Linked DNA regions of Manis pentadactyla: region 1 is linked to region 2. Evidence: chromatin contacts called from public Hi-C data. All regions are on one chromosome and are shown on one strand. Each heading gives the region's core, a stretch centred on a gene start, on an enhancer-like site or on the middle of the called end of the contact. The rest is flanking DNA. Distances are from core to core; before and after follow the strand shown.

What was found. A called contact is a pair of places that touch in the nucleus more often than the background predicts.
Region 1: a Hi-C map of skin fibroblasts shows a contact between it and region 2, with 7 times the contacts expected there. The contact joins the promoter of HOXA9 here to the promoter of HNRNPA2B1 in region 2. A contact is called at or near these places in 2 of 3 Hi-C or Micro-C datasets (fibroblasts and skin fibroblasts).

The regions. Positions count from the first base shown.
Region 1 is chr7:100,595,473-100,598,172 of mManPen7.hap1, reverse strand. HOXA9 (homeobox A9) reads left to right here and starts at 1,271. Exons shown (of 2, transcript XM_036897442.2): 1 at 1,271-2,700.
Region 2 is chr7:99,719,064-99,721,763 of mManPen7.hap1, reverse strand. HNRNPA2B1 (heterogeneous nuclear ribonucleoprotein A2/B1) reads left to right here and starts at 1,358. Exons shown (of 14, transcript XR_008998513.1): 1 at 1,358-1,966. CBX3 (chromobox 3) reads right to left here and starts at 1,236. Exons shown (of 6, transcript XM_057504600.1): 1 at 945-1,236.

The DNA.
Region 1 (2,700 bases), core at 22-2,521, 880 kb before region 2:
GTATCCAGTTTTCTATTTCCACCTCATCTCCTCCCCAACTCTTCTTTCTGGAGGGAACCAGGGCTGGCTTGGGAGAGCCTTGTGTTTGGGTGGGGAAGTTTTATTTTTCTGTGTGCCCCAAGTAGAGGTAGGAATCTGCTGGGGAAGGGCTCGCGTGGGGGCGGCTGTGGAGGGCTGTGGATCTGGGCTTGGTGTGCCGCTGCATAGACAAGGCCTAGGTTACGATCACGACCGGATGGCGGCAGCCTTGCGTTCCTACTTCGTGGGTTGGCAGCGGCATATAATTAGGAGGCATTCGCGATGTTTTTGTATGCCCATGCCAAGGGCATAGAGACCTTCTCCAGCCTCACGAGGGACCTGAGACTGGAACTTAAGCTGAGGTCTAGCTAGGCTTGGTGGAGCCTAGCCATGCAGAAAGCTCTGCTGGGAAGTTCCCTCGGCTCTCCCAAGTCTGCTGGTCCCAGCTCCGGCTTTAACCGCGATAAAGGGAGCCCTGTCGGGGCAAAGATTGGCTGCTTGATTGCCAGTGGTTTCTGTCAGGTTCAGAGTATGTTAGATATGGCATCCTTGTGAGGAAGGGTGCTGGAGAAGGGGACCCCTCCAGGGCCAATCTGTTTCAAATAATAGGAGAAAGGAACCCTAAAATTCCAGAACTGTTATAATACACACTCGAGTCCTTGTTCCAAGTTGTAGTCCACCGTTACTAGCCAATCGGGCGATTTTTGCTACCGGGATCTGAAATCAACCTCCATCCCTCCTTTACCCTCAACCCCCACACATTCAGGCTTTTAGACTCTTGCTCACTGAGCAGTGCTTCCCTTCCCAGCTCCAACTGCCGGCCCAGGAACTGTTTTCTTTGCTCAGTCCGCGGTCCTGTTATCTGAAAAGCCGACACCCCGCATTCTCAATTCCTCTCTGCCATTTTCCGGACCTGAATACTGGATTTGTTTTGGAGGCTAAGGTTTTAGAACTCTCAGGCTAGAAGAGGCATTTGTAATTACATGTATTTATTATTTCTTTCTGCACACACAATCCCTTTCACTTTCCAAATACAGTCAAAAGCCCGAATGTTCTCCCCTAGGCTCTAGTAAGAACTGCTTAACACTCAACGTTTGCTAATTATTTAGTAACCGTCCTATTTGGGGGGCTAACGCTATTTAAAGGAACAGCCTTTTATTTTATTTTTTTTTAATAATAATTCGTATCTTCTCTGGGTACAAAAAAAAAAAAGGAAAAGGCCACCAAGACATGTCCAGCTCGTTTGCAGATAACTATAGTTTGGAGTGAAGGTTTCCTCCAGGGTTAATTTTTCTTAATGAAAATCTCAAACTCAGTGAGCTGCCCGATATTTGGGACTTCTTGAGCTGCGTTGTGGGTGGGGATAATGCGGAGGAATTCACAGGGAAAGGAAAATGTTGGAGCGGAGGAGGCTGAGGCTGCCAGGACCGGCCACGCCGGAGTTCACTGTGTCAGCCACTTCCCTCTTCCGGCGCGGGCAGTGAAAGGGGCACCCGTTTGCTCTCGGCGAGGCTTCTTAGTCTCACTCTCGGGGAGAGCCTGGCATTTTAGGGTCCCCGCCCGGGATGGGGATGTATCAGGGTTTGGGGGTAGGGAGAGGTTGCTGGAACTGTTGGGGAGGATGAAGGCAAAAAAGGAGGTGGGAAGCACCCACGGCCGCCGGCCCTTGCCGCCAGGGAAGTGGACTAATGAGAAACACACTCTTGCAGGCACGGTGTTCACACGTGAATTTAATTACCTCGTTTTCAGCAGTTGCAGCTTTCCGTTCGTATTTGCGGTGGGTTTTTTTCTTGGAATTAACAGAGCGGCCGAGGCCTTTACTTTACCGCTGAAAGACTCGGGTGAGAAATACCCTCCTCAGTTTGACCAAGCTAAGGGATGGGATTGAAGTCAGTGCCCCGTGCGCCTCCCCGTTTTAATATCTAGCCCTAGACTTGAGCTGCGGCCGGGCCGCCTCACTTTGGGCCTTGTAACTGTGGAACCGCCGGCCTGGAGGGTAACCGGGGAGGTGGCCAAGAAGGAAGGAAGGAAGGAGCCCTGAAGAAGCCTGAGAACAGCCACTCTCATGAGGGCCTCCCAGCTCCTGGAGCCCCGGGGTCTCCTGCGCGGCTGCCTTTTCGCAAGCCGAAGTCGCCTTCCACCGATGCCGCCTCTAGTTTTTCTCACAGCAGCTCGGATTGAGGGAGTGCAATGAAGCCCGCAGAGCTCAACGTTAGGGCCTTCCAGGTCCCAGCACAGGGCTGCGTCGCCCGCTGCGTCCGCGTTGGGAGCATGCTTTCTGCCTTACAATGAGCAGGGCGCGGGAGACGCGCGTGTGCGCGGGGTGAGACCGGAACGCACGGTACAACCAGGCCCTCAAATCCCTCGCCTCAGGGCCGGCTGGCGGCTCCTCTGTGCGGGGCTCATCCGAGGTGTAGCGGCAGACCGGGGAGCAGTTCGGCCTCCCCCGGATTCAACTGGGCAAATTCAGGGGCCCACAGTAGGCGGTGCCCTCTCAGCAGCCTGTCCGTGCCCAGCTTGGGCAGGGTCAGTGGTGGCTCAGTTTGGAACGGATACGTTGAATTTGACTTGTCGCAGCCGGCCGAGGGTAAACTAGCATCTCCGGGGACCGCGGGGATTATTTACAAGGAGCTGGCCAACCAAACACAACTGTCTAATTTAACCTTTCCAAGTCCTCGTAAA
Region 2 (2,700 bases), core at 109-2,608:
TCCCATTTCAAACCACTTTAATAAAATCACCTCCTCTGTACGTACACCCGCTGCCCCTAAATCCCAGGCCCCACCCATTAATAAGGCCTAAACGCCCGGCCCCCGCCCCCCACCAGGGAGCGCGGGCCTCGTGGTCAGCGCATCCGCGGGGAGAAACAAAGGCCGCGGCGCGGGGGTTCAAGGGCACTGCACCCCGGGGGCCCGCGCGGCACCCCCACCCGAAGGTGTCCACGTAACGGAGCGTCCGCCGCCGCCTCGGGGCTGCAAGCGGCGCGCGCCGCTTGGATGCGGGAGAATGCACCGCCCTCGCGGGAGGCCCGAGTCACCGACCGAGCCCGGGAGGGGGAGGAGGGCCCCTAATCTAGATCGGGAGTGGGGGAGGGGGTAAGGAAATGCGCTTTGTCTAAAAATAAGGCTGCCGCCACAGCTCTCTACACTCTCGAGAACAGTCTTGTCCACCCCAACTAAATAGAGGGGCCGGTCGAGCGCCAAGCCCGCCGGGGGGTCGCTGCACGCCTGTCTGCTCCTTCCGGCCAGCTCCCCACTCGGGGTCGGGAAGGGAAGGTCAGGAAGCGGGAACTGGGGGGGGCGGGGGAGGGTCCCTGGGGTGCATGTGGTATCGTAAGCACCACCACCGAGTGAAGGCTAGAGAGAAAGAAAGACACCGACTTCACCGCCTCCGAGCTGCTCCGGGTCCCTGCTCTGCGGCGTCTCCTGCCCGGCGCGCCTCAACCTCGAGCCACATCCGAGGGGGAGGAGGCTGGGGAGCTGCGCGCCAGGCCGCCGCCGCCGAGGAAGGGGGGAGGTGGCACCGCCCACGCCGGGCGGCCGCGAGGGGCGGGGCGGGCGCGCGCGTCCGGCGGGGGAGGGGCCCTCGCCGGGAGCCTGAGGGAGGCGGCGGGGCAGAGGGGAGGAGGGAGGGTGGTGGTGAAAGCGGCACTTACCGCTCGCGGCGTGGCGCCTGGTGGTCCCCGGAGGGAAGGGAGGGTGAAGGAGGGGCGAGGACACTGATCAGAGCCTCCCCGGCTGAGGTGTTTTTGCTCTGCAACGGCAGCGGCTGGCGCCCAAGCTGGACTCCGCCCACTTCCTCGGCCCTGGGGGTTGGGTGCCTCCAAACGCTGGAGTTGGCCGGGCGGGGTGTGGCTGGGGGAGTGAAGAAGACATGGGTCAGGGGAACTAAGAACGAGGGCCTCTTTCGGACCACCCTCTCCAAAGACCCGTGAACCCAAGGGGTCGATCCCAAGGATACTGACCAGGGTGAAGTGTAACTTGACTAGAACTCGCTTAGGGTGTTTCCGGAAGGGGCCGAGTCAGTCCTGTGCTAAGGGGGTGAGGGGCGGAAGGAGAGAAAACGTAGTTGGGAGGCCACAGATTTTTTTGGCGGGAGAACTGAGGGCGGTGGGATTATAAAAGGCGCTGCTGCAGGGACCACCTCCAGGTTGAGGGGGCCGGCCCTCTGGGTTGTGGATTAAGCTCCTCCTGACAGCGTTAATTTCAAACTGCGCGACCGTTTTTCACCTCCCCTGCGCAGAGGCTGGGGCTGGATCCAACTGAGAGAAAACCACGCTGCTCGCGAGCCTTCCGCAATTCACTGATCCCACTTAAGCAAGTGACGTCAAGAACCACCAGTGGCTGCAAGGAGGAGGAGTACGCACTTAGCGTAAGGAGGGCGTAGAGCGTTCCCGCCAGTAGCGGCGGTTAGGGCGTTTACGCAACGGCCTGACGTAGGGGAAGACGCGTTAGTCGGGGGGAAGGTTCTAGAAAAGCGGCGGCAGCGGCGGCGCTAGCGGCAGTAGCAGCAGCGTCGGCTCTCCTTTGGAGGTGCTCTTCGTGGTGGTGTTTCTCGAGCAGCTGCAGTTCTCACTACAGCGCCAGGACGAGTCCGGTTCGTGTTCGTCCGCGGAGATCTCTCTCATCTCGCTCGGCTGCCGGAAATCGGGCTGAAGCGACTGAGTCCGCGATGGAGGTAACGGGTTTGAAATCAATGAGTTATTGGAAAGGGCATAGCGAGGCCGTTGGCGCCTCTGGAAGTCGGCCACCGCTTCCACGGGAGAGTGGCTGTGAAATTGGGCCACCTCGGAAGCGGATGGTCTCGGCATATTTTCGGAGAGGGGTCATTAACGGAGGCTTGATAGCACGGCACCTTCCCCACCCTCAGCCTCCCGGCGCCATTTCCCTTTGCTGGGGGTGGGGGATGGGGAACATCCACATGGCGAGCGCAGCCCCGCTTTAGTGAAACGGTCGCGGAGGCGGGAATCCTACTCCCTTCTTAGAGCACGCTGATTTGGGGGCCCCGGCGTCCCCGCGTTTGAGCGTTTCCGCGGGCTTTTGGTCCCGGTGAGGCATGCTGCGGAGCTTCCCCTCCCCCTCTCCCGGGAACCGGATTTGGCGGCAGCCATTTTCGTTTCTTTCCTTCCTCGCAGCGTTTTTCTTTTCAATATCTGAATTCTGCTAGTTTGACTCCTTTATCAAAGAATAAAAGTGGTTAACTATCTTTCTTTCTTCTCGGGCTGTTTTCATGCCGTTTCGAGGTGGATTCCGAGTGTTTTGTGAGCTTGGATCTTTTAAAGTCTACGCACCTCTTGAGAGGCTCTTTTCGCTTCTCCTCGATGAAATGGCGCCATTGCGTTCAGAAGCCACACCGAAGAGCGGGCGGGGGGAGGGTTCTACAGGGCCGGTTCGCACGATTTAAGAGGAGGT